Regions from separate parts of the Sus scrofa genome. Here region 1 is linked to region 2. A link is a contact called in public Hi-C data. All regions are on one chromosome and are shown on one strand. The core of a region is the stretch at or near the end of the contact, and the rest is flanking DNA. Distances in the headings are between cores, read along the strand shown.

Region 1 (6,307 bases), core at 1,046-3,545, 58 kb before region 2:
GGGTGCAGCCCTAAAAAGACGCACCCGCCCCCCAAAGGAAACACTTGAGCCATCAGTTTTAAAACATATACCCTGTCACCCAGGAATGAATTCCACTATTAAGGTATCTATTTTGTGGTGGTTTGGTTTGGTTTGGTTTTTCGTTTTTTGTTTGTCCTCAACTGTGGCATGCAGAAGTTCCCAGGCCAGGGATGGAATCCATGCCCAAACAGTGACCCAAGTCACAGCAGTTGCAACACCAGATCCTTAACCCACTAGGCCATCAGGGAACTCCTCTATTTTGTGTTTTGATTGGTTGGTGGGGAAGGGAAGGAGAGCAGGAAAAGGGATACAGCTGGGCCTGGAAACACAGAACTCAGTCTGAAGCCTGGGAGCCCCCTCAGAGGAGGCCGTTCCCCTCAAGTGTGGGGGCAGGAGAAAATCAGAAGACCGGAGGGAAGATTAGTCTGACTCAAGCCGACTGAGTAGATAAGATAACGTAAGACCTGAAAATGATCACAGGCTGGGGGAAGTTCTTGAAAAACAACTTTTCGAAGGACAGTCAGGGTTCTGAGTTTAGCCATGAGAGATGCAGCTAAGGATCTTTTTCCCCAGGAGTCCCAGTTCTTTGACCTATCAAAGGAGAAACGGGCAGGGACCCAGGTTCTAGTTCTGGAACCAGCTGCTTCTGAGTCACCTTCACTTCCTGCCAGGTTGGGCTACTTGGAAGGAAGGCAGTGAAGGCCTGGGCTGCTAGAGCCCAGGGGAGAGCAGGCCAGGGCCAACCTACAGCCCTCCTCCCCTGAGGACCTGGAAGAGCTGGATGCAGGGCAGGGGCTGACATCTCAGGGAAGCCGGGCTGTCAGTGTCCACAGAGAAGATAAAAGAGGCAGATGACAGGGCATGGGCTGGCTTCCCTGCCGTCCAGCTGGGAATCCACTTCCTTGTGGAAAGTGAAGTCAGAGGATCTTCCTTCCTTCCTTCCTTCCTTCCTTTCTTTCTTTCTTTTTTTTTCTTCATAGTGCCATATCTGCGGCATATGAAGGTTCCCAGGCTAGGGGTCTAATAGCAGCTATAGCTGCCAGCCACAGCCACAGCCATGCCAGATCTGAGCCACGTCTGGTACCTACACCACAGCTCATAGCAACACCGGATCCTTAACCCACTGAGCGAGGCCAGGGATCAAACTCACAACCTCATCGTTTCTAGTCAGATTTGTTTCCGCTTCATCACGATGGAACTCCATCTTCTTCTTATTTTAATGGCCGTGCCAATGGCATATGGAAGTTGCTGGGCCAAGGTTTGAATCTGAGCCTCAGCTGTGACCTAAGCCACAACCGCAGCAATCCTGGATCCCTTAACCCACTTTACGGGACTGGGGATTGAAGCCATTGCTGCAGTCAGATACTTAACCCCCTGTGTCACAGCGGAAACTCCTAGAGGCTCTTCTCACCCCCTCAAAATAGTCTTTTCACACCCTTCTCCTTGGACTCTCCCAAGATGAAAGAGAGTGTCAGGAAATTGGTAAAAGGAAGAGGGGGAGGAAGCTAGAAAAAAGCTTTGAACAATCTTCAAAGTTTGGAGCACTTTGTGTAGACATAGCGTGGGGGCGGTGAATTTTCCAGCTTCTGAGACAGGTGCACAACCACCATCCTGGGATGGATCTTCTCTGAAAGAGCTCTGTGAGCAAGATGGCAGCAGCTACGGGCACGAGGGAGGCCCCCAAGGGCCCTGCTACCCCCATAGGAGCTCCATTGTGGCTCAGCAGTAACAAACCCGACTAATATCCACGAGGATGCTGGTTCAATCTCTGGCCCTGCTCAGTGGGTTAAGGATCCGGCATTGCTCTGAGCTGTGTAGGTCACAGAGGCAGCTTGTATCATGCATTGCTATGGCTGTAGCGTAGGCCGGCAGCTGTAGCTCTGATTAGACCCCTATGCCAGGGGTGCACCCCTAAAAAGACAAAGAAAGGAAGGAAGAAGGAGAGAGAGAGAGAGAAAGAAAGAAAAAGGAAAGGAAAAGAAAGGGAAGGGAAGGGAAGGGAAGGAAAGGAAAGGAAAGGAAAGGAAAGGAAAGGAAAGGAAAAGAAGCAGACCAGCTCGGTCAAAATCACCTGCGGTGTGTTTATGAAAACCACCCATCCCCCTCTGCACCCTCTACCCATGAATCAGCAGCAGGTGCCAGGGATCTGCGTTTGTTTCTAAAAAACACCTCCCAGTGCTCCTTAGACCTGCTTAAAGCACACAATGCAAATCTGGAGGCTTATAAAGCGCATAAATTCTCAGCAACCCCAGGTGAACAAATCGCAAACCCCACCACCTTGCCCCATCTTGAATCATGCTCCCCACAGACCACAGCCACCGGGAAGATGGGGCAGGCAAGTTTGCTTCTATCTTATTAAGAGCTGAGCAGCATTTCCTGGGCCCCAGGCTTCATTAGCACGTTGGTGGTGTTGCTTCCTGTAGCTGACTCTCTGTTTCCATTCTGGCAAACTGTTTGTTCTCTTCTCTTTGCTTTGGGGGTTGGGGGAAGATGAGCTTCTCACGGAACCTCTCTCCAGCTTCTCTTTCCCCCGCGGCACCCCTCATGCTCTGACGAGGCAGGGAACCCGGCTTCTCCCTGAGCAGCTGTGCTGGGGAGTCCACACCCGGATGAGCTCTCCCCTCTGGCATCGAAGACACATCCAGGTAGAACCAAACCTGTTTTGTATTTTGGGTCAGCTCAGCCTGACATTTCAGGAACAGACTCATGGTAAGGAGTTTGTTGGGGGAGAGAAAGTTCTAGATTGGAAGCTTTAGAAAGGAAGAAATAAAAACTAGTAGACTTTTTCTTGTGAGGGACTTTGATGAAGAAAATTTTAAGAAGAAATTTTGAGAGTAAAAAGTTGTACATTAGGGAGTGGGGTTTGTTTTGTTTTATTTTGTTGTGTCTTTTTAGGGCCGCAACCCCAGCATATGAGCCTCCCAGGCTAGGGGTCAAATCGGAGGTGTAGCTGCCAGCCTGCACCACAGCCACAGCAACACAGCATCTGAGCCGCATCTGCAAATTACACCACAGCTCACGTCAACACCGGATCCTCAAACGCACTGAGCGAGGCCAGGGATCTAACCCACATCCTCATGGATACTAGTTGGGTTTGTTTCCACTGAGCCGCAATGGAAACTCCTGCCATGCTTATCTACTAAAAATAAGTGGTTATACCACACAGGTATGTATGGAAAACACAAACCAATTCTGCCTTTTGTCCTGGGAGTCAGCAATTAAGGAAGAGCCAGGAAACGGGCAGACAGGCTGGCGAGCTAATGATGGTTGAGAGAAGGCTTGGAAGGAGAAGCTGAAGCCAGAGAGGGTCCGGGGATAATGGGCATGACCACGCCGGCCATCTCAGAGGTCAGAGGGAGGACCTCACAGCCCAGCACTCTACAGGGAACCCTCAGCACCCTGGACAGGTGAGTGGCCACGGTGGTGAGTGCTCCCCTCCGCTGATGTAGACAGAATGCCCTGCTTTACCCCAGCAGCGTGGCCAGCCTCACAACCAGGCTCGGGTCCCCAGAGACCACTTAATTCTAGGCTCAGCGGAGTTTGCTCAAAACCGCGGGGAGGAAAGGAATGGGCATTGAGGAGAAAAAGGCGTTGTTGGGGGAGAGGAACTGCGATAAGGCGGCGCTTCCTTAGAGCTGGCAGCCCTGGTTGAATTTCTCATGCTCAGAGGCCCGATGGCTGTCCTCTGTCTTCCTGCCCCAGGTCCCACCCATCACTCCTCAGAGAAACAAAAACAAAAACTAGTTCCCACCACGATGGACACAAAAGGCCCACTTTTTCCACAGATGTGTCTCTCGGTTCTAACATCTTGCTGTGACAGATGAAGCTATCTACAGAAAAAAAAACAAACTCATGGACACAGAGAACAGGCTTGGGGTTGCCAAGAGGGAGGAGGAGGGAGTGGGGTGGACTGCCAGCTTGGGGTGAGTAGATACAAAGTATTGCATTTGGAGTGGATACGCAATGAGATCCTGCTGTACAGCACAGGGAACTATATCCGATCACGTGTAGTAGAAGGTGACAGAGGGTAATATGAGAAAAAAAAAAATGTTTTTATACATATGACTGGGTCACTTTGCTGGACAGCAGACATTGACAGAACATTGTAAATCAACTATAACAAGATTTTTAAATAAAGAAAAACTTGCCATGAATAAACATGTAATCATAGGTATGCTAAAGATAGGTCTTTAGGACCTAGAATCTCACAGAACTCATTGTAGATATAAATTTTTATTGCCAAAGGCTTCCACACCGTATTAGCAAAAATAAAAAGTCCATCAGCTGCTGAAACTTTCACACTGGGAGGTATACATTTCTGCACTATGATAAGAGTACAATTTCTGTGCTATGATGAGAATACAGCAATAATATGTAATAATGTGATTTTAAATCACTGTCGTTTGGGGAGGTAATGTTATGACCCATGACAAACAAATACCCGTCACTGGCAGGTGGACAGGGGCACTGATGGGGAATGAATTCATAAAGTGTCAGAACCCTGCAGCGCCCCCCCCAGCTGTATTTTGTTATTCATTAATTTTTTTGCTAATTCATTCCTTCATTCAGTTAACAAATACTCATCAGGCCCCTACTGGCACTGCTCCAGGCACCAGATGAATAGGACAGACAAGTCCATGACCTCCTAGAGCTTACAGTCAAGTGGAAGAGTCAGATAGGAACAAAGGAACCCATGCACGGATCACATAATGTCAGCCAGCCATAAGTGCTATGAAGAAAAACCAAAGCAGACACAAGGGACTGAGAGTAGTAGGGTGTGGCCAGGGAGGATCAGTCTGAGGAGATGGCATTTCAGAAGAGACCTGAATGAAATGAGGGACTGAGCCATGGGAGAGGGAGTGGCAGGTCTGAGAGAGGACCGTGCTCTGCCAGGAAGAGCACGGAGGCCTGACCTTCGGGATCAGAGGGAAAGTGATAGGAAACAAGGCCAAAGGCAGCCAGAGGCCAGAACAGAAGATGCCATGATGTCCTCCTTGGGTAGGGACCATGGATGCCATCCCAAGTGTGACAGGCAATCATGGAAGTTTGCAAACAGAGGAGGAGCTCAATCTGGTTTACCATTTAGAGGCTCATGCTGGCTTGTGTGTGAAGATAGTTTGGGGCCAAGAATGAAAGCAGGGAGACCCATTAGGAAGAGTCTTGCAAAGGACCATGTGGAACTGGCCGTGGCTTAGACCTGGTTGGTGGCAGTGGAGGTACAAGAGGTGATTGGTTTGGGAGAGATGCCCAAGGTTGAGCAGATGGAATCTGCTGGTTAACTGGAAGTGGGGTGTGAAAGAAAGAAAACATTCAAGGATGGCTCCAAGGCTTTTGGTGGAGTCAGTAGATGATGGGAAATACCAGAGGTGTGGGTTTATGCAGGGAGAACAGGAGTTCTGTTTTAGGCATAATTGATTTGAGATGTCTATTAGACGACCTCGTGGAAATGTCCAGTAAAAAGTTGGGTAAACAAGCCTAGAACTCAGGGAGTTCCCGTTGTAGCTCAGTGGAAAGGAATCCAACTAGTATCCATGAGGATGCAGGTTCAATCCCTGGCCTCACTCAGTGGGTTAAGGATCTGGCATTGCCATGAGCTGTGGTGGAGGTCATGGCACGACTAGAATCCCATGTTGCTGTGACTGTGGCATAGGCTGGCAGCTGCAGCTCCTATTCAACCCCTTGCCTGGGAACTTCCATATGCCACAACGGTGGCCCTAAAAAGCAAAAAAATAAAATAAAAAAGAAAGAAAAGAAAAAAAGTCTAGAACTAGGGAGGACAAAATCCTTCCCTAATGGATGATCTGACTTTTAGAATTGGGGGCAGCAAGTCTGCTAGTGATTCCTTTATAACCTCAGTTGGCTGCTTCCTGTGGGCAAAGCAGAGCAGTAACTACGGCCCTGCCTAGGAATTGCAAGTAGCCCAGAACTTCCTGGATGCATTCACATTGGTTAATTACACAGAACAGCAGAGTGTTGCTCAGAGACCAGCTCCACAAGTTGGTGCTGTGGGGGTTATTCAAGCGCAGGCAACGTGGGAGTTCCCTTCATGGCTCAGTGATTAACGAACCCTGCTAGGAACCATGAGGATGAGGGTTTGCTCCCTGGCCTTGATCAGTGGGTTAAGGATCCGGCATTGCTGTGAGCTGTGGTATAGGTAGCAGATGCAGCTTGGATCCTGAATTGCTGTGGTTGTGGCTATGGCTGTGGCTATGGCTGTGTCTGTGGCCAGCAGCTGTAGCTCCAATTAGACCCCTAGCCTGAGAACTTCCACATGCCTTGGGTGCAG
Region 2 (6,597 bases), core at 3,189-5,688:
TGCCCCTATTACTCCATTATTTTTCTTCCTGCCCCCCCCCCTTTAAGGGCCATACCATGGCATATGGAAGCTTCCAGGCTTGGGGTTGAATCAGAGCCGCAGCTGCCAGCCTATGCCATGGCCACAGCACCTCGGGATCATACAACTGCAGCTCATGGCAATGCCATATCCTTAACCAGGCCAGGGATCAAACCTGCATTTTCATGGATACTAGTTGGGCCACAATGGGAACTCTTCCATTATTTTTCTTTTCTCCCTTGGGAGAGACTAATGGAGACTGAAACATGATTATTTCCACCAAAAAAGAAAGAAAAAAGAACTGATGAAGTTGACTGCAAAACAGCCTTATGGTGGTATGAGAGCTATTAAAAAGAATAGGGTAGGAGTTCCTATTGTGGGTCAGCATGTTAAGAACCTGACTAGTATCCATGAGGATGTGGTTTCGATCCCTGGCTTCACTCAGTGGATTGAGGATCTAGCATTGACCTGAGCTGTGGTGTAGGTCAGAGATGTGGCTTGGATCTGGCCTTGCTGTGCCTGTGGTGTAGGCCAGCAGCTATAGCTCTGATTCAATCCCTAACCTGATCTGGGAACTTCCATATGCCACAGGTATGGCTCTGAAAAAAAAAAAAAAAAAAAGGATAGGCCTCTAAGCACTGATAACCATTAAAAGATAGCCAAGGAGTTCCCGTTGAGGCTCATCAGTAAATTAATCCAACTAGTATCCATGAGGACTCAGGTTCGATCCTGGCCTTGATCAGTGGGTTAGGGATCTGGTGTTGCCTTGAACTGTGGTGTAGGTCGCAGATGAGGCTCAGATCTCACATTGCTGTGGGCTCTGGCATATGACAGCAGCTACAGCTCCAATTTGATCCCTAGTCTGGGAACTTCCATATGCTGCTGCAGGTGCAGCCCTAAAAAGACCAAAAAAAAAAAAAAAAAAAAAAAAATTCAAGACACATTATAAAGTGGAGAAAAAAAGGAAGTTGCAAAACAATGTGCATAGTTTTAGCACGTTCTTATCCTAAAATTATAGTATTTTCAGATGGCCAATAAGCACATGAAAAAAATGCTCACATCACTGATTATTAGAGAAATGCAAATCCAAACTACTATGAGGTACCACCTCACACCAGTCAGAATGGCCATCATCAATAAGTCCGTAAATAACAAATGCTGGAGAGGTTGTGGAGAAAAGGGAACCCTGCTGCACTGTTGGTGGGAATGTAAATTGGTACAAGCACTATGGAAAACAGTATGGAGGTACCTCAGAAAACTAAACATAGAACTACCATATGACCCAGCAATCCCACTCTTAGGCTTATATCCGGAAAAAACTTTCCTTAAAAAAGACACATGCACCCTCATGTTCATTGTAGCGCTATTCACAATAGCCAAGACATGAAAACAACTTAAATGTCTATCCACAGATGATTGGATTAAGAAGATGTGGTATATATCCACAATGGAATACTACTCGGCCATAAAAAAGAACAAAATAATGTCATTTGCAGCAAAATGGATGGAACTGGAGACTCTCATGTGCTAAGTGAAGTAAGTCAGAAAGAGAAAGATGAATACCATTTGATATCATCATATCTAGAATCTAATATATGGCACAAATGAACCTTTCCACAGAAAAGAAAATCATGGACATAAAGAATAGACATGTGGTTGCCAAGGGGGAGGGGGAGGGAGTGGGATGGACTGGGAATTTGGTGTTAATATATGCAAACAATTGCCTTTGGAATGGATAAGCAATGAGATCCTGCTCTATAGCACTGGGAACTATATCTAGTCACTTATGACGGAGCATTATAATGTGAGAAAAAAGAATGTATACATGTATGTGTAACTGGGTCACCTTGCTGTACAGTAGAAAATTGACAGAACACTGTAAATCAGCTATAATGGAAAAAATAAAAATCATTATAAAAAATTACAGTATTTCATGCATTCTAAGATGCACATCCTATCAAAAAAAAAAAATCTTTTTTTTCTTTTTACCACCACACCCTGGGCATATGGAAGTTCCCAGGCTAGAGGTCAGATTGGAGCTGCAGCTGCCCGCCTATGCCACAGCCACCTATGCTGCAGCTTGCAGCGATGCCAGATCCTTAACCCACTGAACAAGGCCAGGGATCCAATCCTCATACTCACAGAGACTATGCTGTGTTCTTAAACCAGGGAGCCGCAACAGGAACTCTTCTATCAAATTTTAACGTCTCTAATTAATGCCCTGTCAGTTTAACTGGCCATTTTTTACTCTTAGAGGTCTCTAAAATAAGATGCATGTTACAGTCGACGATACCTTAGATTTGATGAAATATATGATTGTTAAAGGACAAAATTTGGGAGTTCCTGTTGCAGCTCAGCAGGTTATGAATCTGACTAGTATCCATGAGAATGCAGGTTTGATTCCTGATGTTGCTTAGAAGGTTAAGGATCCAGCATTGCTGTGAGCTGTGGTGTAGGTCACAGACACAGCTGGGGTCTTCATTGCTGTGGCTGTGGCCAGCAGCTGCAGCTTTGATCTGACCCCTGGCCTGGGAACTTCCATATGCTGCAGGTGCAGCCCTAAAAAGAAAAAGAAAAATTCGACTGAGTAATTTTAAAGATGAAATGGGTTTTAATCAATGATTCATGAATCAGGCAGCACCCGTCCCATATAACAAATATAAGGATACTCTGAGGAGTTGTACAAAACAGGTTTTTATAGGCAGAAAGAGGATGGAATAAGGAAGTTAAAGGAGTGGATTATTTGGAGTTCCCTGGTGGCCTAGAGGATAAAGACTCAGCATTATCACTGCTGTGGCTCGGGTTCAATCCCTGGCCAGTGAAGGCAAATTTCCACACGCCATGGTTAAACCAAAAAAAAAAAAAAAAAAAAAGAATGGATTATTATTTGGAGAAAGGTAGAAAGATGGGGGGAATCTGATCAGGCAGATTGCCTCACTAGTGCTGTTAAGAAATTTCACTCTGGGAGAAGCTGAAACTGCAGTTAGTTTAGGTATTAGGTCTTGGTGGTGATAAACATAAGCAGATGCCATTTGGGGACCTAATGCGGTCTTTTAAAACATTTTTCTTTTAGGGCCACACCTGTGGCATATGGAAGTTCCCAGGCTAGGGGTTGAATTGGAACTGTAGCTGCTGGCCACAGCAACACCAGATCCGAGCCTCGACTGCAGCCTACACTGCAGCTCATGACAACACCAGATCTTTAACCCACTGACTGTGGCCAGGCATTGAACCCACATCTTCATGGATACTAGTCGGATTCGTTACTGCTGAGACACAACAGGAACTCCCTCTTTTTACACTTTATATAGTAGACCAAGCAGATGCATCCTGCAAGCCCTAGTCTGGAGAACCCGTCAGCAATTTGGAAAGGCTTCTATTAAACTGAAAAACCTTAGGTGTTGTGGCACAGATGGAAATTGGTTACCAGGAACCTGCTTGTTAGGGCTGGTTGACATGGCAATCACAGAGTATTGTCATGTAAGGCAGGGATGATTGGGGCTAGGATTCTAGTGTTGTGGCTTCTCACTTTGAAGGGAGATAAAAGCTCAAGTGCCAAGAGACTCAACACCTCTCTGACCTGATACTTACCCAGTCCTGGACTGGCTGTGACTCCCTCACGAAGCTGGTAGTTGGCAAAACAAACCCAAGAGGAAGTAAAAGGTGCCTGGAGTCCTATGTGCTTTCCCATTAAGTGTATCCTTTCTTAACAGCAGAACTACATCCTTTATCCAAGTTCAGTAAAATGCTGCCACCCAAGTAAGTTCTGTTGAGCCTATATGCCAGGGTACACTATATATATTTAAGTGTATTTGCATATTAAAAAGTTATAAAGAATACATGCTAAATTAATGATAGGTTATTTCTCAGGAATGAGATTTATGGAGACAAATTTTGTACTCTACTTAAATTTTAAGAACCCACTTACATGTATTTTATAATAGGAGGAAAAAAGTAAAGATATTTAAATGGAAAATACAGGCTAATATTAATAATGAAGTGGGTAGGCGACTAATGTTTTTCCTTTTCATGTCTCAACCCTCATGAACTTTTTAAATGACCACGAATTATTTTTCTAATACGAAAATTTGTTTTAAGGGGAAAAAAAAAACTGAAACCCATTCACTACTTCAAATAAAAATAACTGTTCAATAAAATTTTAAAAATAATAAATGCACAAATCTTTCAACATCGCATGGGAAAAACAGTTTATTTCTAAATCAGATTTATACAGGATTTGAACAATTTACTCATTATTCATAATCAACTTATTTAAATTCAACTTTCTGGTAAGAATAAACTGAACGCTTACAGTCTCGTGGACACAATTCTCGCGCTTCCCCGCTTATTACGTCAATTTCATTACACAATTTTTAAAAAAAAATCAAAGACAGTTTCAAGAAACCCGTGACCTTCTAAAGCGCATTCCTTGGAAAGGCAGGGCCTCCACGGTTTAGCACCTCCCCTCTCACGTGACCCTGTCACCCGAGGAAGCCATCTTAAGCATCGCCTCATAGAGGAAAACTACATCTCCCAGAATCCTTGCGCTTTGCGTCGTGCTGGCACTTTTACTGGCCGGATCTTAGAACTGAACCTGTAGCCAGGCGCCATCTTTGACTCTGGCAGTCTTGGATTTCTGCTGGTGTTGCTGCTGAGAGGACGGCGGACGGCAGCGGCTAAGAAAGAAGAAAGACGTGGCAGCAGCGGGAGTCGTGGATAGTGTCGTCGGTTCGGTAAAGTTTCTGTTCTCCGGTAACTAGACCCGTTTTTTTGCTTCCCGGGTGGCTCGGGGCCGGGGAGGTGGGGGAGAGGGCGAGGGGAGTGGCCGCGGCCTCCCCTCGCCCCTGGGTCGCGGCCTAGCCCGGGAAGTCAGAGCGGGTCCTTCGGCCCGGTGGTAAAGACCGGCTCCCCCACCTCCGGGCCGCTGCCGTCGCCAGGGCGGCCTGGGAGCCCCAGGCTCCAGCTCCCAGGCCCATCTACCCCCACCCTCCTTCACCCCACCCCCACGGGGCCTGCTCCTTTTCCCAACCAGTCTTCCTCCCTTCCCCCACATCCGGTGTTGGCGAAACTGTAGGAGCCGGGAGCAGCCCCGGGAAACCGACTTGTTCCCCTACTCCCGGAGGAGAACTGACAACTACGTTGCTTTCTCTGGGGCAGCAGTTTCCTTAGTTTTAGCGAACCCCACTGCCTAAATCAAATTGAATGCCAGGAGCTGATTTTACCTACTCTCATTCCTCTCCAGGGTCCCACTACTTGGGAGATTTTCTCAAACTCCACATACAGAAAGCCACCGATCTTATTCCGGTATCCTACACCCCTTTCCTACCTTAATTACACTCCCACCCCCAGCCCTCAGCATCGGAGTCAAGAGCAACAGGGACACTTCCGTTCTCCTTGTAGGATTGATGAAACCGTAATGAAGAACGCCCCCTAAACTCCCATAATCGGTGCGGATTCCTATGGGGAAGGCCCATATTGTTGACATCTTCCAGGCCTTGGTTCTGGACCTTGAGAAGGAGGCTGAACTAGTGATAGCGATGCTTTTTAGGGTAATTGTATGTAGGTATTGGGGGAAGGGGAGGGATCAACCAAGAAGGCATGACACTGATTTAAAACTCATATTTCATTTTCTGCTGCTCATATAGAGTCCAACTTAGGAGTTACTCATTTGCAGGCTGTAAGGCTTCTCCGGTCTAAAAATGTCTGAAAACCAAGTATGGATTAACTCTTGATACAGATAGTAAATTAGAAATTCAGTTTGTAATCTTACTTTAAAATTTTACTCTCAAAGCATTTTTTTTTTTAAAAGCTACCTACATTTTTAAAAAATTGTGTTACTTTTAGCTAGAGCTGAAAGGGTCAACAGGCATTTGCTGTTAATGACCAGTATGTGGAGTCTGATTTAGCTTTCCAGAATTGACTTTTGGGGTTGTATTGGCAAATCACAGTCTTAAATAATGGATATTAAATGATGCACTATGTTTTTGTTTAAATGAAATTTACTGAAAATAATTCCAGAATTAAGGGGATTTGATGTTGCTGTCGTGAGGCAACATAAAAGATACGTATTTTAAAAGCTAAAACATTTCAAGCAGATACAGTTCTTGATGAATCATAAAGAATATGGACCATAGATTTGGAAGACTTGGTTTTTAGCTGCTACTAACTCTGACGCTGGAAAAGTAGACCTCAGTTTTCTTTTCTGTAACATGAGGAGATTGGACTATTTGAATTCAGAACTCAGAAAGTTGGAAGGGATCTTAAAGCCCTCTGTAAAAGAGTTTGGGAATGAGCTCCATTGCTGTCACTTTTCCTCCAAAAATAACCTGGCATGGAAGTCATTGGTCCAGTGGGAATTTGACTCCCCATAGAAACTGGAGAAAAGGTAATGCAAGTAGAGAGGAACAGCTGTATATCTGTTTGAGGAATAAACCCACTAACAGATTCTGCTACGAATTTTGGAGACATAAAAAGAATGAGTATATGTACCTTAAGTGTACCAGTGTCCTCACTCTCTCCTGGCAGAAGATGTAGCACTTTTAGTGGTGCTGGGATTCTGGGCTGTGTTCCTATTAATTC

The links. A called contact is a pair of places that touch in the nucleus more often than the background predicts.
Region 1: a contact with region 2 is called in a Hi-C map of skeletal muscle, with 2.6 times the contacts expected there. The contact joins the promoter of LAX1 here to the promoter of ZC3H11A in region 2. A contact is called at or near these places in 1 of 5 promoter capture datasets (liver), 7 of 47 Hi-C or Micro-C datasets (blood, embryonic fibroblasts, liver and 2 more) and 2 of 2 datasets of contacts at active chromatin or transcription factors (alveolar macrophages and skeletal muscle).

The regions. Positions count from the first base shown.
Region 1 is chr9:64,458,253-64,464,559 of Sscrofa11.1, forward strand. LAX1 (lymphocyte transmembrane adapter 1) reads left to right here and starts at 2,296. Exons shown (of 4, transcript XM_013989540.2): 1 at 2,296-2,666.
Region 2 is chr9:64,514,457-64,521,053 of Sscrofa11.1, forward strand. It overlaps ZC3H11A (zinc finger CCCH domain-containing protein 11A), which reads left to right and starts at 4,439. Exons shown (of 19, transcript XM_005656653.2): 1 at 4,439-4,770.